Linked DNA regions of Ovis aries: region 1 is linked to region 2. A link is a contact called in public Hi-C data. All regions are on one chromosome and are shown on one strand. The core of a region is the stretch at or near the end of the contact, and the rest is flanking DNA. Distances in the headings are between cores, read along the strand shown. Region 1 overlaps LOC101115252 (NADPH--cytochrome P450 reductase). Region 2 overlaps LOC101115252 (NADPH--cytochrome P450 reductase).

Region 1 (5,754 bases), core at 1,772-4,271, 37 kb after region 2:
CGCTCAGCCTTCTTCACAGTCCAACTCTCACATCCATACATGACCACAGGAAAAACCATAGCCTTGACTAGACAGACCTTTGTTGGCAAAGTAATGTCTCTGCTTTTGAATATGCTATCTAGGTTGGTCATAACTTTTCTTCCAAGGAGTGTCTTTTAATTTCATGGCTGCAGTCACCATCTGCAGTGATTTTGGAGCCCCCAAAAATAAAGTCTGACACTGTTTCCACTGTTTCCCCGTCTATTTGCCATGAAGTGATGGGACCGGATGCCATGATCTTTGTTTTCTGAATGTTGAGCTTTAAGCCAACTTTTTCACTCTCCTCTTTCACTTTCATCAAGAGGCTTTTTAGCTCCTCTTCACTTTCTGCGTAAGGGTGGTATCATCTGCATATCTGAGGTTATTGATATTTCTCCCTGCAATCTTGATTCCAGCTTGTGCTTCTTCCAGCCCAGCGTTTCTCATGATGTACTCTGCATAGAAGTTAAATAAGCAGGGTGACAATATACAGCCTTGACGTACTCCTTTTCCTATTTGGAACCAGTCTGTTGTTCCATGTCCAGTTCTAACTGTTGCTTCCTGGCCTGCATACAGATTTCTCAAGAGGCAGGTCAGGTGGTCTGGTACAGACCTAATATATAGTATATATATTATATAGTATATATATATATATATATACACTATATATAATATAAAGATTGAATCAGACCTGCTCTGTTTGGGGTGGGGGAGACTCACTTGGCTAGTCTTGATGAACCCCATTTTTTTCTGTGTCTAATTTTTACATGTAAGAACATGAAAGCCTCCTTCCTGCCAGTAAGGGATTTGCCTAGCTGGCGATAGGCCTGTGGCAAGAGCCTGGTCTGGTTAAAAACTTCCTCTATATGCTCACAGCCTTTTATTTTCTTCTGTTGCTGACAGGTGTTGCTTTTGGCCCTGTGAGCTCTGTCCTGTTTGGTTTTCCTGCTTCCCACTAAGTGCAAAAGAATGACTGACGGAAAGGTGGATTGCACAGGGCTCCCAGAGTCTCCCTCGGGGGCCTATGGGGACCTCAGACTGTCTCACGGTCAGCCCCCCACACTTGAAATGGAAAACACCCACCAGGCAGAGTGGTCAAATTTCTTCCATCTGAATATTTCACATGCAGAGTAGAGTGATTTTATGCAGCAAGGTCTTGATTCCCTGACCTTGCCAAGGTGCCTCGGGGCATCATTGCTGGCACCCAGACGTGCTCTGAGAGACTCCACATCTGTGCCCCTGAGCGCAGCTTGAGGTGTTTCGCAGTATCAGTGTGAGATCTGCATTCCTTTTGACTCTGTGTGTGTCTTTGCAAAGCTGGGTTTTTGTAAGTTGTTGGGATCCAACTACTCCTAAATGGAACTCTCCTGTATGTCTCTTGGCCTAGGGATACCATATACTCAGATGCCAAGGGCTTCACAAGCCAAGAAAGTCAGGGGACCTCAGTCCTGGAGGATTGCTGCATGGGCCTGCTCCCAGCCCCTGAGTTCTTTGCAGTCTGTAGGCTTCATGTCGGCTGTCCATCTCAGAGCTGTGGGGACCCCAGGTCTGAGTGCTGCGGTTGACTCGCGTGTGCAGCGAGAAGCCGTCTAGTTTTGTGGGTGTCAGTCCCCCCTTGGTAAAGTACGGGGGCCGGGCAGCCTGAGTCAGCAAGGCGGTGGGACAGGAAGGTGGTTCATGCAATTGATACATCCTGTGTGTTTCGATGAATTCATTGACTCTTTTCATTCCGTGAGAACTTTTTTCCAGCCCTAGATGATGTGCCAAGCACTGTGCCGGGAAAGTGTGATACACACCCCCCACCCGGGAAGTGACAGTTGAGCCAAGGTCTGAGGACTGAGTGGGGAGCAGGTAGAAGGAGAACATCCCAGGCCCAGGTCAAGGCCCTGCGGGCGGGGACACAGGCTGGAGGGGAGGGCAGGTGGGCTCGTGTACACCTCAGTGGGTCGTTGGTGGTTTAACAGTTTGTTCTCGCTTTCAGCCCCCAGGCACGTGGCTCTGATCCTAGTAGGGAAGCACGAGGTGAAGGGTTTCCTGACTTCCTCCTTGCCAGCCTCCCAACCCTTCCTTCTTACCACGAGCCAGGTACCCAGGTGTCGGGGGGACTGTTTGTCCCTCGGGAACTGGGGACAGAACAGAGAGATGTGTCCACTCCATCCCCCGGCTTGGGTGAGTGGCGAGCAAACCTCGCCCCCCTGGAGCCTCCCGGCCTCCGGTGGAAATCAGATGCTCTCTGGGGTCCTTTCCACCGCCCTCTGCGGCTCTGGTCTGTCTGACATTTTGCATCTCAGAGCTGTGGGGACCCCAGGTCTGAGTGCTGCGGTTGACTCGCGTGTGCAGCGAGAAGCCGTCGTTTAGTTTTGTGGGTGTCAGCCCCCCTTGGTAAAGTACGGGGGCCGGGCAGCCTGAGTCAGCAAGGCGGTGGGACAGGAAGCTGGCAGTCTTTGCGGGGGGCTCTCCTGGGTCAGCATGTCGGCCCTGGCGGGACCCCAGGCGGGCTCCAAAACCATGAGGACAGGCCCCTCCACAGCAGAAGCCTCGTGGGTGCACCAGTCGCCACTGCCAGAGCGAGTAGAGAGACGTGACTAACCCTGAGTAAACATTCCGTGTGTTTATAAGTCAGTTCTTTAAACAGTGCTTTCTGGTACTCGAGTTAAGATTGTCTTTTCACATCAGATACCGGAAAGGGTGAGCTGAGGTGATCTCGGGAACTCAGCCCCTGAGACCAGCCCCTCAGATTAGTGACCAAGCTGAGAAGCAGGCTGGAGGGCCACTCTGGAGGGCCCATTCCCGGCCCTCAGCTGACCCGGGCCCCCCACCCCCCCCACCGTGGTTCCCTGAAGGCAGTGACAGCGAATGGAAGTCACGTGTGAAGTAATCTCGCAGTGCCCTCCTCACGGAGCTGTGACTCAGGCATTTCTGACTGCGCCTGGAGCCGTGGTTGCGCTGAGAGCCCGCCACTGGATAGGAGCAGCGATTGCAAAAGGGCAGTGACGTTGCGGAGCCAGCCCGGCCTTGGTGGCAAGAGCAGAAGTGCACCGCGGGAGTGTCTGGGCCTCTGTTGGCTCATCTGTACATACCTGCCAGGTTTCAGTGGTGGAAGGACCAGTCGAGCACCTTTTGAGGGGACTAACTAGGTTGGTGTGGTGGGGGGCCCCGAGAACACCATCAGGAACTAAGCCAGTCGGTGTGTGTTGGGGGGTGGGTTCCCCCAGGACCGCTCTCTGCCTCAGTGACGCAGGAGGACACACAGAACTTGGCAAACCTGCGTTCCTCCCAGTCATAGGTGATTAGGGCCGAGGGAGACAGCAGAGGGAGGCGCGAAAGGACAGTCCAGCAGGAGCCGGGCTCTCCTCCGGGGCAGCCACACCACGTGCTCCACCGGCAGCCACGTGTGGCCACACGTCTTAAGTGCTGCTAGCTGGCAAGGCCCCCTCGAGCCTTGGCATCCAGGGTTCTTACTGAGAATCAGTCTCGAAGGCCTGGGGCGCCCCCATGTCTGAGCTCACCTCTTGAGTCTCCAGCACCTGAGAGGTCCCAGCAGAACAATGTGACTCAGAGCCTCAGGTGTTCCTCTAAGCCGCAGCATTAGCATAAACTGTCTGGGTGACCCAAGGTCTCGGGTATGCGGGTATGTGGAGACATTCTTATCAGGCGGCACATTCCAAGGGCTCAGAGGTTTCCGTGGAGCTGTCCAAGGGCCAGTCCCTGAAGACCTGTGGAGCGTGGTGGGTTCGGGGCATCCCGGGCCTGCCGGGGAAAGGGAAGCTGCGCCCCGCTGTGTCCTTGTGGGGCTGAAGCAGGCTGGTGTGTGGAACCCGTGGCTCCTTCTCAGGTCACCGGAGGCCCGGTCCTGGTTCCAGCCTGTGCCCAGGTGCGCCCGGGGCTGAGCAGGCACCACGCGGGCTGTGTGCTCGCTCAGTTCTGGTCCCGGGGCTCTGCCTGTTGCTGCAGCCCTTGGGGTGTACAGCCCAGACCGAAGCCTTCAGGGGGCTCCCCAGCAGACCCCAGGCGGCCCCTGCTGACGTCTGTCCTCCTTTCTCTGGACAGATTCCTGATGAACATGGGAGACTCCAACATGGATGCCGGCACCACCACGCCTGAGACGGTGGCCGAAGAAGTGTCCCTTTTCAGCACGACAGACATGATCCTGTTTTCTCTCATCGTGGGCGTCATGACATACTGGTTCCTCTTCAGGAAGAAAAAAGAAGAAGTCCCCGAGTTCACCAAGATTCAGACCACGTAAGTGACAACGCTCAGGGCCCACCCCCCCGAGCACGTCTCTGCCGTCCTCCCAGCAGTGCTCAGGCAGGAGCGAGCCGGCTGAGAGGGGCAGGGCCCCGTGCAGCGTCTTGAGTTTTGCCTGACTGGTGGGCTCTGCTTCTGGTCTAGCTTCATAAGCGCTTCTGTTACGCTGCCCCTCACACCGGTCAAGGCCCTTTGACGCCTGTCTCACATTCAGGCCTCGCAGGAACCAGTCAGAGCAGAAGCCACCATGCGCCAACAGGTAGCCTGGTGCTCTGGCACACCAGGGCCTCAGCACAAGGCTCCCAGTTAACGTCTCACTCCAGGCCCCTGACCGGGCCTTTCGCAAACACACGGGCTTACCGAGGCACCGTCCTCAGGGCCAGGGCGCAAGTTTCCGGTCCTTTTGGGATTCCCTTGACTCCTTTTCATTGTTGACAAGGACAGAGTTGCAGTTTGATGCTACCTTAACATGCCTTATCACCTAACAGCTGCTCATTTCTCTTTTTATTTTATTTTAAAAATTCATTTATTTTAATTGGAGGATAATTTCCTTTCTCTTTTTAAATGAAGAGAGGAGCCTGGAGCTTAGAGATTGGTTGCGGTCAGGGGTTGGCGACAAAGTAAGAGAAAAGCTATTTTTCCCTCCTCTACCGTCAGTGCTCAGACTGAATGCTCCTTTGACCAAGCAGTTCTCCAGCTCTCTGGACCCCAGCTGGGTGTGACACTGTCTCCTGAAGTTAGCATCAGCTCCCCCAGGTTACGGGCTCAGCCCCACAGGCCTGCCCCCTGCCCCCCTCAGACAGCCGTCAACAAGTCGGGGTGCCAGCAACTACCTGGGTCAGAGGTTCCCATAACCTCGTGCTCGGGTTTGATTAATTTGCTAGAGGGGTTCACGGAACTCAGGAAAACATCTTTCTTACTAGATCACCCGCTTAGTGTGATTTATTTATTTATTTTTATTTTTTTTTAGTGTGATTTAGTAAGAATAAAAGAAATAGCCAGATGGAAGTGAGGCATAGGGCAAGGTGTGGGGAAGGGGCCCGGGGCTCCCCTGCCCCTGTGGGCTGCCACCTGCCCAGTCCCTCTGTGTCGTCAGCAGCTCCAGGACTGTCCAAACCCCATCCTTTTGGGTTTTTGTGGAGGTTTCGTTGTGCGTGCATATTGATTAAATCATTGACTGTTGGGCAGTAATGCAGCCTCCAGGCCCGCTCCCCTCCCCAGAGGTCACTCACCCTACATGCAGGGACCCCGCCCTCACGGGGCTCTTGTGGGTGATGTCTGTGACATCTACTAGCTCCAGTCCTGCCACTTGGCAGCTGCTTAGGCGTTTGTGTCGCAAAGTGTTTCATACCGAGCACTGCGCTGGATGCCGCAGGTATGCAAGGATGGCCTTTATGTTAAAGAAGCCAGCAAGTCAGGACTTGGAAAGGTACTTTAAAAAATGGTTTCTGAAACACTTTCAGCTCAGCAGAGTGGGTGGCCTCATCG
Region 2 (6,283 bases), core at 2,216-4,715:
TGGGCCTGGATGTGGGTGCCCCACCCTCTTCCTCACACCACCTTTTCTCACCTTCATCCCCTCCTGCAGCCACTTCAGACTTCCAGTCTTGGGGCCCCAAGCCAAGGACTGGCAACTTTTGGATCAATTTTCAGGGCCTCGTGGGGGCCCAGGTCTTCATGGTCATCTTCCTTCTTCCCTAGGGCATCCCGGGCAGGCATTTTTATTAGAGAGGATGTGGATGCCCTCGTGCCTGGGGAGGTGCAGGCCAGAACTGTGAAGGGTGTGGTGCTGAGTCCCTGGGGAACCAGCCCTAATTTCTCTAGCTCTGTGCTTCTGGGACACCCTGCAGAGTGATAATGTGTTCGCCTGCCTGACCCCTGGCCTCCTGAAGGGGCCTCTTTGGCATGCATGGTGTCCAGGGATTTCTCTGCCTAAGGGTTTGGAAGTCACTGCCCTAGAAGACCCAGGAAGGGGTGGGGGATGAGAACAAGCTTCATTTGCAAGCAGCACTACAGAGATAGATGGGGTTCCCCTTGCAGCCTGGGAAGCTCCTCAACTCTCAGGGGGGCAGGCACCAGCAGCCTCTGCAATGGGGGATCCCCCCAGCTTAGGCCAGGAGCTGGGGTGTCCTCTGGAGACCTTCTAAAAAGGGGACAGGAGGACTCCCTCGGCAGTCCAGTGGTTAAGACTTCACCTTCCAGTGCAGGGGGTGCAGGTTCGAATCCTAATCAGGGAACGAAGATCCCACAAGCAGCTGTTGTGCCTGATCCTCTGTGACCCCATGGACTGCAGCCCACCAGACTCTTCTGTCCATGGGATTTCCTAGGCAAGAGTACTGGACTGGGTTGCCATGCCGTCCTCCAGGGGATCTTGTCAACCCAGGGGTCGAACCCGTATCTCCTGCACTGGCAGGTGCGTTCTTTACCATTGAGCCACCTAGATCCCACATGCCCTGAGCCAAAAAAACAAAACCTAAAACAAGCAACACTGTAACAAAATTCAATAAAGGCTTAAAAAAAATGGTCCACATCAAAAAAATGTTAAAATAAATAAATAAAAAATAAAAAGGGAGAGGAGAAGGAGACACCCTCTGCAAAGCAGGGTTGGTGGTCAAGGGGCTGCAGGCTGGCTGGGCAGCCCAAGGCAAGGCAGGAGTTTCTAGCGCTCCTTCCTTCTCCTGCTAAATCCTCATCCCTCTTGAAAAAGACGTTCTGGGGAATGAAACCAGAGTTTTTTTTAAATTTCCTGAGCTACCACAGCCTTTCTCTTGACAGAGCCAGAGTTGCCAAAACGATTAAGATTAAAATAATCCTGTTATTGTCCTTATGGATCTGCACAAGCATTTCCTTTCTGGTAGGAAGAGAGCTAGTTCCCTGAATTTACTGGTTCTACTGGTTTGGTCCTGGAGCTCCAGTTGAGGCCTCCCCAGGGCAGAATGCTAATCTGGGTTGCCCATCTGGTGCTCTTGATTATTAACAGGAATAATCAACCAGCTTCCCTCATGCCCAGGCTGCAAGCATTCATCTTTAGAAATCAGAGGCCACACTAACATCTCAGCTGATGGTTTCACCTTCCTTTAGCTCATTTCTCAAACCAACTTTGGATGGGGGATAGGATGAGAAACTGAGGCCCTGAGTCAGGGGCAGATTTCCACAAAACTCAAGTTACTTAAGCTTCAAGATTCCCATTTGCTGAAACAATAAAGTATGTGAAAACGATCACTGAAGACATGCTAAGTTTTACCTTTTCTGTCATTACAAACCATCCATCTGTGACTGATTTCAACAAAATGAAACAAGTTCTGGGAAATCATATTTGCAATATTGTGCTCTTTTTCTTGAAGGGGGCTCCTGTGAAAACTGCTGCGGTCCTGCCAGGGTCTCTTGGGCAAGAAGTGGTAAGACGGAGCATCCAAGTCAGTGACTTTTCCCTCCAGCGCCTCTGATCCTTCAGCCTGTCCCTTTCTGCTCCCACCTCACTGTTTTCAAGCGAAAGTGTTGATATCGTCTACCTGCTTTGTTTAATCTGCAAATGCGGGTGGTAGGTTTATGGGAAATAGTTGGCAAGGATCGCCTTACTTTAAAAATAAGCCTGTGATCTCTGTTACGGGGGATTAGACTAACTTATATTGTAAAAGGTGGATATTTCACGGGGATGGATGTCAGCTCACTTAAAGGGAAACTTAAGCCCATCAGAGATTTCAAAGGTGGATGGGTTCTCTGAACAGGCAGGAAGCGCCCAGTCATGAGATATGGGCCGAGAGAAGCTGGAGGCCATTGGTTGCCGAAGAGGCGATTCCATCTTTGGGGAGAGGGTGTTCAGGCAGATGCAGTGTAAGAGGGGACCCTGAGAGCCTGCAGGGGCAAAAGCGTGGAAAGAGCCCAACCAAGCGTGCAGGTGAGTGAACGCAGGAGAGGAGGCCTCAGGACTGAGGATCTGGCTTAGATGCCTGGATGATCTCGGCTATGAGGGCAGCAGGGTATTATGTCAGTTCAGTGTCCCCACGTTTGGGGCGGGTGGTTGTCACCAGGGCTGCTGCTGCTCTTTCGGACCCTACTCCCAGCTCTTCTTCCCTCCGTTGTGATTTCCCATTTCCACTTGCGTTGTCGCTTGGCCCTGACCCTGCTGGGCAGAGAATAAGGTACCTCTCTGTTTCTCCAGCCAGGATCCAGGAAAAAGAACACCTGCTCCTCACCTTGTCACAGGTGCTGCAGAGGCAGAATTTGACACTGGAAGGGATCTGAGAACCCAACCCCTTCACAAGCTGTCAGCTAGTCTGCACACAGAGCAGGGCAGAGCCTCTGTTTTTTCATCTATGACGTGGGAACAATAGTTCCCAGTTCTTGGGATGGGGTGAGGTTTTAATTAGATCTACGGTTCTCAAACTCCAGCCTCCATCACCATCACAGGGAGGGGGCTTTTGTTAAAACCCAGATTTCAGGACCCCCTCTACCCACCCTAGTAGACCTTGAAAGAAGCCTGAAAGGTAGCATTTCAAACCAATTCAAAGGTAATGGGAAAACTCCTGGTTTGAGGGCCAACACTTTGAGAGTCACTGAACTAGACCGAGACGTTCTATATCTTGGCCAGCCCCTCAAAGTCAGGGACCAGCTCTAAATCACTCCCGTTTCTGCTTAGTGACTGCTCAGCACAGGCATGAGGCAGATGCTCTCAACAAGAGCTGTCCGAACTGAATGTTAATGCAAACCAAGCAGGCTCCTCCTCAGAGGCTTTTTCAATGGCCGGCACTGGGTTCTGGTTGCCATGGTGACCGCTGGAGCAGAAGCCAGGAGATAACATAAACACCCGACTTTTCGTAATATTGAGGAGAGCAGGCAAAGGTCTTGTTCCAGCTGCACGTGGACAAAAATGCGGAGGGAGGCAGGAAAGATGGGACTTTCGAAACCTCCCGTTACACAGACACCCTCCCATCTGCTCGGCAGCTGGCCTCAAACCGGGAAGGATTTAAACTTTGGTTGCATAACAGAGAAAGGAACAAAGGGAAGGGGGCTGGGAGGGAGTCTGTCTGTAGGAAACCGGAAAGAGGAGGACATCCTGGTCCCTGGGAACCAATATATAAACTCGGTGACTTAATCCATTAGCCCATTTCGTCCTCACCCAAACCCCAAGAGGGTGCCTTTACAAGGATTCACAGAAGCCGTCCAAGGTCACACAACTGTCTGGGCCTTGGTGTTAATCCAGATTGGAAACTTGATCTGCTGTTGCCAAAGGCCAAGTTTGTTCTTTGATTTCAGGGCTGCCTCTTTGCTGAACTTTGGACGTGGTTTAGAGAACCTAGGAGTGTGGGGGTGGCAGGGAGTCTGTGAGAAATGTTTGGGGAAATTTTAACACCCCAGGGAGCCAGGCTGGTCATCATCCTGGCTTCTCCCTTCAAAACAACTGTCCCTTCCTCCTTTATCTGCTTTTGTGTTTGAATCTACCTGAGCTGTGCTATGCGATGGACATGCTATCCCCCACACTGTTCTGGTCACGTTAACCCCACAAGGCAGTGGTTCTCATATTCCAATGCGGAAAAAAGTGAAACTTATTTAAAATGTCAATTTCTGCCTGGCCTCCAGAGATTCTGATCCGACAGCTGCAGGTGGGGATGCCTTAGGAACTGGGAGTTTTAATAGGCCCATGACGATTCTGATGTAGGGGACTGGTGCCCTTTGAGACATCCAGCCCGGGCCTCCGCTGTCTCCTGTACCTACGCGGTCCATCTGGAGCCCCCACTTTCAGTGACTTCTCATTCTAGCTCCCTGGCTGCCTCTGCGCTCCTCTCCTCCTAGCTATTTCCCGGGAACAATTCATGTTGTTGCCGAACTCTGGCTTCAGACTGCATGTCCACAGTTGCCCCCAACTGGTCAGCTCACCCTGTAACCAGCAGGCCCCCACACACCTAGCTGGCTTAGTAAACCCCACAGTCGAAGCCTCCGATCTATTTTCTAAAGATCTGGCTCCTGAGTAGCCAGAGAGCCTTTGGTCAGGCTGAGCCAGCCGCCCCTGACCTCAGAAGGAACTACGATGTCTGCCCTTTGTAAAAGAGGTTTGGGCAGAAGATCATCCCATTGACAAGAGAAAGATTAGATTTTGGGCATGAACCAATCAGACGGGGCTGCTTCATTTCCCTGCCTTAGTTTTCCCATCTGTAAAATGGGGGCAAGACCAAGTGCTCATCAGAGACTTTCAGAAAGTTCAGAGTCCCCCCGGGGAAGAGGTCAGGCAGGAGGTTTGGCCAGGGGCTTAGGGGCTTAGCCTGAAGAATTGGGGCTTCAGGCTCCTTCTCCTGCTCCTCTTTGATGACAGGGCTCACCTGTGTCCTGGCCTTCTGCCCTGATGTCACAGAGCCATCCTTTGAGCATCATAACAAACCTCAGAACGCCTGGGAAAAGCGGGCGGGACAGGGTTTTTCCTCCCCATTTTGTTCAGGAGGAAACTGATTTCTTATCTAAAGAGGCCAGGCATCTGGTGAGCAGCCGAAGCAGAATTTGGCTTCTAATCTCGGGGTGGAGGGTCTGTGTGTGTGTGTGTGCACGTGTGTGCTTAATCGTTCAGTTGTGTTCAACTCTGCGACCCCATGGACTGCAGCCCGCCAGGCTCCTCCGTCCATGGGGATTCTCCAGACAAGAATCCTGGAGTGGGTTGCATGCCCTCCTCCAGAGAATCCTCCCAACCCAGGGACTGAACCTGCGTCTCCTGCGTTGCAGGCAGATTCTTTACTGCTGAGCCACCAGGGAAGCCTGTATGTCTGTGCTTTGTGACCACCTCATCCCTGGCCCTGTAGGTAGACAGGGCAGCTCCTTTGAACATGCCTGGCGTGAGTTCCTGCTCAAGAAACTCCTTTCCTTCCTGTAAAGCAGGAACTTGGAGCTAGTCTGAGACTGCGCCCATGAAGGAGAAAGCTGGAGTCGGAGAGAGCAGGGAGGAGTCAGGCCGACTGAACCCTCCAAGGCAGGCACTGCCCTGGGAAAGGACGAGGGGAGCCCGCACCAGTGTGGAAACGGTACCACTCTGAGGCGAGAGTTGCACGGAGCTCCCTCGCCCAGCCCCCATCAGGCTGGGAGAGTTTTCCCTGGGGAAGGGTGGCTCCCGTGGTTGGGGTGAAGCTGGGTGGATTTAGATGCTTGACACACTCACTGGGGCTTCCCTGGTGGCTCAGCAGTAAAGAATCTGCCTGCAATGCAGGAGACACAGGTTTCATCCCTGCGTCGGGAAGATCCCCTGGAGGAGGACATGGCAACCCACTCTAGTATCCTCGCCTGGAGAATCCCATGGACAGAGGAGCCTGGTGGGCTACAGTCCATGGGGGTCCCAAAGATTCAGACACGAGTGAAGCGACTGAGCACGTACGCACGCAAGCTCACATGCACGCATGCACGCACGATACACTCAGTGGTGAAAACAAGGCCCGGGTCACTTACTCTGAGCCTCTGCTTACTCATCTGTCCAGTGGGGATCATAGTGGACACTTGAGATTTGTGGTAACAGTGCTTAGGATCTAGGTGGTGCTCAGTAAATAGGAATTAGCTCTTCCTTTCATCACTGCAAGGGCTCAGCAAATCTTTGGGTCTGTAGAGCAAGGAAAGGCTTCAAGGGATCAGACTGATCAGAAGGTACGAATACGAGGTACAGCCCTTGGCTCTGTGGGATGTAAAAGTTTCTGTTGCAAGGACTTCCCTGGTGGTCCAGTGGCTAAGACTCTGTGCTCCCAATGCTGGGGGCCTGGGTTCAATCCCTGATCAGGGAAATAGATCCCCACATGCTGCAACTAAGACCTGGCACAACCAAATAAATATAT

Evidence for each region. A called contact is a pair of places that touch in the nucleus more often than the background predicts.
Region 1: a Hi-C map of liver shows a contact between it and region 2, with 2.0 times the contacts expected there. The contact joins two enhancer-like sites. A contact is called at or near these places in 3 of 16 Hi-C or Micro-C datasets (blood, liver and muscle).

The regions. Positions count from the first base shown.
Region 1 is chr24:34,630,115-34,635,868 of ARS-UI_Ramb_v3.0, forward strand. LOC101115252 (NADPH--cytochrome P450 reductase) reads left to right here. Exons shown (of 17, transcript XM_027961642.2): 3 at 4,069-4,260. The coding sequence starts at 4,076. Among named protein-coding and RNA genes, the nearest start is that of TMEM120A, 33 kb to the right of the region's middle. Within about 2 kb of position 3,022, at least 20 of the 54 cell types and tissues checked have an H3K27ac peak or open chromatin away from gene starts, as enhancers often do. A contact at or near this core is called in liver, where this site is marked.
Region 2 is chr24:34,592,601-34,598,883 of ARS-UI_Ramb_v3.0, forward strand. LOC101115252 (NADPH--cytochrome P450 reductase) reads left to right here. Exons shown (of 17, transcript XM_027961642.2): 2 at 1,826-1,879. Among named protein-coding and RNA genes, the nearest start is that of RHBDD2, 29 kb to the left of the region's middle. Within about 2 kb of position 3,466, at least 26 of the 54 cell types and tissues checked have an H3K27ac peak or open chromatin away from gene starts, as enhancers often do. A contact at or near this core is called in liver, where this site is marked.